2 separate regions of the Macaca mulatta genome follow, and region 1 is linked to region 2. A link is a contact called in public Hi-C data. All regions are on one chromosome and are shown on one strand. Each heading gives the region's core, a stretch centred on a gene start, on an enhancer-like site or on the middle of the called end of the contact. The rest is flanking DNA. Distances are from core to core; before and after follow the strand shown.

Region 1 (5,069 bases), core at 1,378-3,877, 89 kb after region 2:
GTTACTTGTCTTTTTTTTTTTTTTTTTTTTTTTTTGAGAAAAGGTCCTACTATGTGGCCCAGGCTGGCCTTAGACTCCTGGGATCAAGGGATCCTACTGCCTCAAGTCTCCCAAGTTGCTGGGACTATAGGCATTCACCACTACACCAGGCTTTGCCAATTTTAATCTATAGGAGTTTATGGGCCAAATTTTAACCAAATTCTTCACTGCAGTGTTAAAAATGTAAACACTTATTCCCATCCATTTCTAATATAATTTAATAAATACCAGTCAAGTGAAACAGCAGGAGGGGAGAAGGAACAAAGAAATCTGTAACTGGCTGTGATCAATTCGTTTTAAATACCACTGTACTTACTTAGACCAGCTCATTTTTAATTTAAAAATGTGATTTGATCATATATTTATATACTTGACTTTCTCAACCATTTATGAAAACTTAGAAGGGTGGGTGTTCTTTATCAAAACTGAGTTTTTTGAGGTAGAGAGAATAAAATGGTTTGTTGGGAGTTGAGGACAATATTTAGTTTCCTGTGTTGCAGACACTTCTGCTGAGTGAGATGTCAACTTTGTTTCTTGTCTAGCAGGGGGTCCTGGGAGAGATCAGAAATTCTGGGATATGTCATCTGCTTAGGCAAGTCATTCACAATTCTGAGCATGCATACATCTTAGCTGCTTTTGAGTCTCCTACAGAACGACGGTGTGGTAAGTATGGAGCAGAGCTCTTAACACTACCCTTCTAAGACTGGTGATGCTAGTCACTTCTTAACTTCCAGTTTGGAGAACAAAGTGAGAAGGGAGGTTTTTTTTTCTGTTTGTTTTGTTTTGTTTTGTTTTTTTTAAAGGCACTGTTGGCCGGGCGCGGTGGCTCACGCCTGTAATTCCAGCACTTTGGGAGGCCAAGGCGGGCGGATCACGAGGTCAGGAGAACGAAACCATCCTGGCTAACACGGTGAAATCCCGTCTCTACTAAAAATGCAAAACATTAGCCAGGCCTGGCGGCGGGCGCCTGTAGTCCCAGCTACTTGGGAGGCTGAGGCAGGAGAATGGCATGAACCCGGGAGGCGGAGCTTGCAGTGAGTCGAGATCGCGCCCTGCACTCCTGGGCGACTAAGCGAGAGACTCCGTCTCAAAAAAAAAAAAAAAAAAAAGGCACTGTTGTATTACAAACCAAAATCAAAAACAGATTTCCATACTAACTACTCCTCCAAAGGTAACGCATTAGCTATACCATTAATCTGGCAAAGTAGGGAGGAAAATGAAGGAGTGCATTTGTTTCATTAGAGGCATTTCGTTTTGAGAGGTGGACAGGAGAGCTATATACAAGACTCAAGTTTCTTGATACAGTAAGTACATCAAGAATATAAACGTGTTTGATAAAATGAACATTTTAAAAACATGGCACCAGGCTATGATTCTTCTTCCTGCACACCTTCATGCCTAACTTTTTGAAAGGACTTGAGACATATAAATCACAATTTTAAAAAATTATAGTTTCCATGCCTTCGTGGTGGATCAATTTCCGTAGAAGTCTACCAAAATGACTTATTTTCATCCCTGGGAACCAACTGCAAGAGAGAAAATGAAAGGAATATCATATTCTTTCTATGTAGGCAGAGTGGACTTGAGTGCGGGTCAGAAACACTGATTTCAGTTTGTGCACTACAACTTGATGACTTGGGTGATGTTTGGCTTCTCAGAACTTTGGGAGATGAATTTGAAAAACAGATAATACCACACTATATAATTCAGAGGATTACCTCAGCTTACAAACAGCAAATGAGATGCAAATGTGAGACATAATTCATATTTCTAAGCAGTTGGAGCCCTGATATAGCACTGGGGTTATAGAGAAGTTGGGGAAAATGTCAACCCAGTGATGTCATACTCCTAGGCCAGGCCCTAAGATTTTTTGGAACCTGGCAGGCTGAGCACAATAGGGAAAGCCTCAGCACCCTGACTTGGCACAATGGCACCCTGAAGGCTCTTTGCTCACTCAATTCTTAGTAGCTCTCCTAAAGCACAGGGGTGTTTTCTTCCAGTTCTCTGCGTAGACTTTGCTATGCCTCTCCGCCCACTGCCTCATCCAGAGAAACACTCGTATCCACCACCGCTCCTCACTTTCCCTCACGCACGGATCTAGAAAGACGAGGAGAAGGCGCGGCGTAGGCTTTATATACTTTGCCAGCCAATGACCGCGCCGTCTCCTTTCCGGTCGGCGATCCGACCAATCCAAGAAGGCTGGTGCAATCTTCGGCTCTACTCGGCTCTTTTCGCTGATGCGGGCAGCTTGGGGGCCGCGGCAGCTAGAGAGACGCTTTCCTTTTTAATTTTTTTTCCATGTGTTCACTTCCGGGTCCGGCGTCGATCCGGATGCCCGAGGCAGAAGGATGTTTGACCTCCGGATAAGCGAGGCGCCGCTGTGCATTCATTCCCAGCTGCATCGGTGGCGACAGCAGAGGCTCGGGCGGCGACTCTCCGGCCAGCGGCGGCGGTAGGAGACACCAGCGGCAGTGCAAGGACCGAATCCGAGCAGCGCTGCGTTACCTCGCTCGCTCCTTCCCCCCTACCTCGCTCGCTCGCTCCCTGCGTGCTCGCTTTCCTCCTCCGGCCGCCGGCGGGTGTGATGTGCCGCCGTCGCTGCCCCCGCCGGCGCTGACTGACTGACTGGGGGCGCCGCCCGCGCCCGGGACCGACCCCGCTGCTCGCGGCCGCGCCTCTGAGGTAAAGCCCCCTGCGCGTTGGTGCTCGGCCGCCAGCCCCGGCCCGGTGGCTGCCTCGGCGCGGCCGCGGCGTCCTCCCTCCCGGATGGGGCTGGGGTCTCGGGCGGGGTGGGGTGGGGTGCGGCGGGGGCGGCGCCGCCGGCGCGGGTGTCGGGGGAGGGGTGGGCGAAGACCCGGGCGGGCGGCCAGGAGGCGTGGGCCGGAGGGGGCCGCGGTCGGAGGCTGAGGGCGCGGAGGGCTAGGGGGCAGCGGGGGCCGCGGGTGGCGGGCCGGGCTGGGTGCAAAAGTTGCCGGAGTGGTGCGGCGCGACTGGGACGGCGAGGGAGGTGGGCCAGCTGGCCCGGCGGGGGCTTCCTTAGAAGAGATTGGGAGGTGGGGAGTGTCGCCCACGGTGCTCCTTGACTGTGTCCCGACAATTCCCTTTGGAGTAGGGGCTTTGGGCAGGAAGGAGGCATGTATCGGCTGGGAGGAGGCGACAGGGGCCAGCGTTCAGTTCAGGGATAAACTTCCCGTTGGAGTGTTTAAGGGGTTGGGTGGGGGGACACAGGGATTTACCTGTTTCTTAGAGCTTTGACTCAGCTCAAAACTTAACTAAGACATTAGTCAAAGGTTAACATAATTACTCGGATGGTTACTCTCATGGTGCCGGTTTGTTTGTTTATCCCACAAGCAGGGGAAGTGACTCTGAGAGGCGTCGGGTCTCTTGGTCCATAGCCTCCACATTTCTTTTCAGCAGGACGAGGAGGGAGATGTGTGTCTGTTCGTGGGGTGGGAGTAGTTAGGCCTGTGTCATGGTCATTCCCCTTCTCCCACCTCATGTTTCAGGGAGGAAAAGTTCAGATGGGGGAGAGAGAGAGTGTGCCTGTGTGTGTGGGAGACAGCTACTGTTGATACACTGTGTGAATTACTTTTAACTCTTTTGTGGTAATCACCCAGGCTGCTCAGTGGCCCCTTTTAAATCTTCTGCTAAAATATCTACTTTAAATTAGAGGATTATATAAGTACTTATTTTTAATGAATTAAGAAAGTAAGTCATTATTTTAACTTTTGTAATTCTTCCGATTCAAATGACATTTGCCCACAGATATAAGAGATAGCAAACTATATCTAAGATGGGATATAAAATTAAAACTGTATACATTTTAAAGATGTTTCTTTTTAAAGATGTTTCTTCGAGGAGTATTGGCTTTCCCCATACATTTAGAAGAAAAACATTACAGGAATTGTGAGAATAATGTGGAATTAGAAAGATGTGAAACTAGAAATCATTTTTCGTCAAAAAAATCAGATCTGGTGTGTGACATTCTTAATAGCTTTCTTTTTTTTTTTTTGGAGATGTACTTAGTGTATTTTGTAATTATTTACAAACTTTGCTCCAGTTGTATCTTAAGATAAAATTATCTTATTTTGTATAGTTAACCTTTATAGTTGCACAGAAGATAAAAGATAAAAATTACATTTATGGGCATTGGAAGAAAGATGTTATCAAATACATTGTATGGCTTTGAGATACATTCTTAGCAGAATGTACAGACACTTCTGCTTTATGTGAACTTGCATTTCTGAATATGTATTAAGTAGAAGTAATTATTAGAATGGGGGACAGAAAGGTTAATTTTAATGTTATGAATGACATTTTTTGGGGGATCTTGAGAAACGATTATCTTTACTGATGATTTATTGTAGTCATCCACCCCTTCTGCCATTCATCAGCTTAAACATTAGTGCATTATGTAATTATTGACATTTTCATCATTAGATTTTGCAAGCATTTACAATATATTGACAAAATCTTCTGTACGTGAAAGGCATTTATTACTTCCTTGAAAATAAAGGACTGGGATTAGTGGAATCAAGGAATTAATTCAACCAGGACCACCTTTACTGTGTGGCAAGGATGGAACAGTGGGTAGAATATGAAGATGAATGAGACTCAGTACTGCCTTCAAGGGAGAAGCAGACATACACAGAGGTAATTCACAGATTCCTGTGGGTTTTGTTGGAGGTGTATTGGACGCATGGGGTGTGTGTGAGACACTAATTTTTGACTGGGAAATTTTGAATGAATGTAGAGCTGGTAACACTCCATCTGGGCCTTAACATAGTTTAATAGGCAAAATGGGGGCGGAGGGAGTGACGGTGGGGGTAGTTTCCTGGGTGAAGGGAACAGCCTGAGCAAAGGCATGTGATTGTGTTACAGGGCTTGTTGAACTGGACATAAGGCTGTTTTGCCAGGAGGTCTTTGTGGGAGAAGCTATGAAAGTAGCTGGAGATCAGGCCATGGAAGTCCAACTTGTATTTAAAGATGAGTCAGTTGGAGGCATGAAGGTCCAAATGTACGGAACCTGT
Region 2 (4,776 bases), core at 2,243-4,742:
TGCCCTGAGTCAACTAGTCCTCCTGTTTATAAATCTGGTAAGGTGGATCCTAGTGAGGGGAATTTTATCCACTGATTAATAAAGAAATCCCTGCTGCTACTCACTCTGGCGCAAGCTACTTGTGGGGGAAGTGTAGGAATTAAGCTGTTAAAAAGACCTTTACTCTAACCTTGTGAGTTTAAGCCTGAGGCTCTCACTGAAACTGTATTGGGAGTATTAACACACATCACACAGCTCTCTCAACTAGCATTAACAGAGGCCCCTCTCAGGACCTCATTTCTGCTGCTCCAAAAGATACCCAGGTTCCTCAAATGAAATGTCATATACGTCAAAGAACCTACATTTTCCATATTATTAGAACCAACAGCTTCCAACAAGCTTGAGAACAGAGGATGTGAAGTGGAACAAACAGGTGCCTGCCTTGCAGCAGAAAGTGATACAGAGAGAATAGAAACCGTCTTCTTCCTCCTTGGAATCTAGTACATAGCCCAAATTTTGTACATGGTAAAAGCTTAACCATTTTCTTTTGAATAAAGGGCATTTCTAAAAGTGTAGTCAAGAAATTGCAAGTAACTCTTAAGGGCTATAGTCCCGAGTCCTCCGCCAATCCGAAGAGCTGGGAATACATGAGGGGAAATGAGACTGAAAAGGTAGGCAAGAGGTCTACCACAAAGGGCCATGTATGCCATTCTGAGAAATACAGACATAACCCTTTACGACACTGAAGGACTTTAAGAAAATCAGATTTGCATTTCAGAAAGATTATCCCCAGTGAGTAATGGAGGAAGTCTAGATGTTTCTGGAAAGGAAGAAAACATTCAAGAATCAGACTATTGAAAAGATTATTACAATAAGTTAGGTGGATGATGAGCGCCCCTTACCAAGGCACTCACAATGGAAACTCATTCATTCAAAAACTTACATGTAGAATCTATTATTATTCAGAAATAAAATCAATTTTACATGGTGACCATCTGGAAGTTAGAAATGGAGAGTGAATCCAGGCTGAGGATGACTCCTAGGTTCTTGGCTTGAGGCAACAGCATGGTTATGATGAATGGAAATACAGTACAAACAAAAGAGAAGAATAGTTTGGAGGAAGGACCACATGCTAGTTTCGGGTATGTTTGTGGTAACAACCTAACTGACATCCTTGACTCCAGGTTCTCTTCCTTGCACACTGCTACTAAACTGAACTCGAGAAAAGCATTCTATTTAGGAATACATGAGGCCAATCTATTTCTTAGAACATTAATTCTAAACTGGCTTTCAAGGCCCATTTGCTCTAGTTGTACAAGCTCATTTCTTACCATGACATTTCTAAATATTCACCCTGGTCATCTTGCTGATCTTTTCAATGTTCCACCCACCATGCTCACCCTGGCACAAGTTACTTGGTTGGGAATCAAGCTGGTCAGAAAGACCTTGACTGCTAACGTTTTTAGTTTAAGCCTGAGGCTCTCACTTGAAACTTTGTATCAGGAATATTAACACACATGGCAGGGCTCTCCCAGTTAGCACTAACAGGCCTCTCTCAGGACCCCATTTTCTGCTGCTCTAAAACCAGCTTCCCCAAATGAACTGCATGTATGTCCTGGGTTGTCAGATTGGCCTGGGTCGTCCATAGAATTCAACTGTCACATATCTAAAGCTCACTTATTACTTAAAGAACTTCAGCCATCCCGCCCACCCTACCCTCAAACCTATATTTACAATCCATATCACATATTTTAAATATTATATTATACCCCAACATATTGTGTCCTGTGATCTCCCCACATGGACAGACCTCTACATCCTTGGAGGGAAAGTAGATGTTTGTTTTCTCATAGCATGGTCAGTTTTAAGTCTAAAAAGTGTTGTTAACCAAATTTGAAGGTTATTTCAGTCCTGCGTTTTTAAACAATAAGTAACCTAACAGCTAATAGTGCTCCAAATCTTTATGGCTTCTGGTCAGTCTCTTGTCCCAAAATTCAAAGATTAGGATTACAATGTTTCATTGCTCTCGTCCCTCACACAGCGCCAGGCCTTCATAAAATACTCTCCCATGGGGGAAAGAATGCAGCCAGGCCTCTGCTCTGGCTCAAGATGACTCCTTCTTAACATATTATTCGTAAAGTGTCCTCAATTCACCTGTTATCTCCTCTGCTCTCCACTTTCTTGCAAATCTGTTCTCCAACTACACTGAATGTAAGCAACATTTACTGAATGAATATAATGAAGCAAAGCAAAACGCGTCTTGCTTTTCCATACTTGAAGTGCTCTCTGCTCTTCCCTTTGCCTGGAATGCCCTTCCCTTTTTCACCTGACAAATTCCTAATCATCTGTAAGACCCAAAAAAACGCCACCTCCTCTGGTGAATCTTCCCCAGTTTCCTCAGACAGAGGTGGTCATTCATCAGGGTCTTTCATATCCCGATGAATTATTTGCTGACACACTCTCCAAGCTACATCCTTAGCTTTTTAGAATCAGAACTGTTATTATTACATTCCCAGCACAGTGTCTGACACTCAATGAGTCCCCAATAAACAAATGTCATTCACCCAAAACACACTTTTTAAGAAATGTATAATATACCCTCTTAAGAACTGTAGTCCCCTGAGTCCTCCACCAAGACGTGTAAAGGCAATTGCCTCCGCAACACTCTGGAATTGCAGGAAACCTGTATTCAAGTCAAAGCTCTTACAAGTGCTATTATTGGGAACCGCTGATCAAAACGCGCTTCTCAGGACCACGTTCAGCTCATATATAAAAGCCATCGACGTGCTGCTTTGGATGAAAATCGTTTTCTCTAGATTCTCTGGGGCTATGGCTAGTCACGCTAAATATCACTTATTCCTAATAGCGCTCATATCCCTGGAGAGATTTTTAAATCAATTGCCTAACAGACTTCACTACGTACAACTTTGAACAAGTCTGTGGGGACCATAAAAACACAGATGACAGGGTTCTTAAGGTTAACAAGGCCTCGGTCCCACACTAATCTTTTAAAACTCGGGAGGCAGCAGTTGCAACAGCAAGCCTCAGGCCGCTCACCTTCTAGGATGGACACGACGATGAGCAGTTGGTCGGATTTGGAGACCATGGTTGCGGTGGGCGGTCTGGGGGCGAAGTCGCCTGGGGGGAAGTGAGGTCCAGGTAAGTCGCGGGTAATCTGAGACCCCCGGCGGGACCCCCACTGCCCGCCCCGGGTCCCGGTCCCTGATGCCCGGACCCCGCTCCGCAGCCAGGTCCCACCGCCGTCTGCTGCAGCGCGCCCGGCTCCTCTGCCCCGAGCCGCCAGCCCAGACCCTAACTCTGCCCCGACTCAAGGAAAAAGCCGCTCTGCAGCCCTGCCAGTCTGCAGGTAGAGACTAGCCCGCCGCCCGAGGACCTTTTGCCGCCTGCGTAGCCGCTTTTCAAACGCCCCGGCGGCCGCAGCGGCAGCCGCCGCGCCCAGCTTCCGCCTAGCAACCAGGCCCGCAGGCCCAGTGCCCAGGGGAGGTTGGAGGACAAAGGGTGATAGAGACAGAGCAGTCAAGGCTAGAACGCCCGTCAGCGAGCTTCGCCTCCCGCCCTTTTACGCTCTGTTCCAGAGCCCTAAGGGGGACGCCTTCATTACCTCACAGCGCCCTCTGCTAGCCGGACGGGGAGAGGCGGACGACTTGGTGTGGGACCAGCTGCGCAGGCGCACTACTGCTGTAAACGCTTCCTGAAACTGCGTAGCCTATAGGGAGCAAGAGTGTAGCGTATTACGTGCTTTGTGCCTCAGCGACAACCTGAGAGTTGTGTTAGTGGGAATTAAAAAAACAAAAAAACCTAGCTTAGTTGAGGTACCCAGTGTCAACACTGCTTTAAAAATTAAATCACAGAAAAATAATAACTTAAATCTAAACTCTAAAGTCCCTAAATCGTGCTCACGCGGCACCTCAAATTTCCAACCTTTGAAAACAAGTAGCGTCAATACGGTAATCACAGTACTTGTTGCAGCTGACGTAAACTCCCCGAGAATTTCCTGTCCTTAGAAATTCCCCCTAAAACAAAAACATTGTCACGTGGGCAATGAAATATAAAGGTATAGGTTCTTCCACCCCCGATCACAAAGTTACTAGCAAAGTCAAAACCAAACATAAACAAGGCATTGAGATGCTGTCTGCCAATCCTTTCCACTTAACGTCTCCCAAATTCAGACTTAAGAAATGGTTCAAGACTTGTAAAGGGAACGGCCTCCTAAATACTACTCAAATTGCATGAAGCATGTATTCAAGTCAAAGGCAAAATTCTTTTGGAGGTTATCTAGCTTGAAACCTAAATAACCAAATTGGTTGGAGCGATCGTGGACACTATTAAGTTTGGGAAAGATTCTGCTTCAGAAAACAAAAGTAAATCATAATAGAAAAATAAAGCTGTAGAGATGGCACTAGGTAGTGAACATAAGTCCGGCTTCTCCTATTACTTTCTTGTTTTGTAAATGTAGAAGTTATTTTGAGAGCAAATAATACAACATCACTATTGTTTTCTTCTTCCTCTTCTTCTTCTTTCTTCTTTGCTTTCTGCCCAAAAGAAAAGGAGAAATATGTGGAGATTGGACTAATTACTTCTAAGGTCCTTTCAGGTCCTGTCACAGGCATTCTTAAAATGAAGCACTATTCAATGTAAAATCAAAGTAATGATCTACTTTGCATTCATCATTGAACAATGCATGATTTTTGTGGAAGATGTCAAACATACTTTAAAGAAAGCAGAATGATATAATGAACCCCCAGGTACCCAGACCCCAGCTTCGACGATTAACAA

What was found. A called contact is a pair of places that touch in the nucleus more often than the background predicts.
Region 1: a contact with region 2 is called in a Hi-C map of fetal cortex germinal zone, with 2.4 times the contacts expected there. The contact joins the promoter of CSNK1G3 here to the promoter of CEP120 in region 2. A contact is called at or near these places in 6 of 14 Hi-C or Micro-C datasets (CD4 T cells, blood, cortical neurons and 3 more).

The regions. Positions count from the first base shown.
Region 1 is chr6:132,472,359-132,477,427 of T2T-MMU8v2.0, forward strand. It overlaps CSNK1G3 (casein kinase 1 gamma 3), which reads left to right and starts at 2,628. Exons shown (of 12, transcript NM_001258050.1): 1 at 2,628-2,721.
Region 2 is chr6:132,382,978-132,387,753 of T2T-MMU8v2.0, forward strand. CEP120 (centrosomal protein 120) reads right to left here and starts at 3,493. Exons shown (of 21, transcript XM_015140662.3): 1 at 3,215-3,493; 2 at 3,037-3,117. The coding sequence starts at 3,085.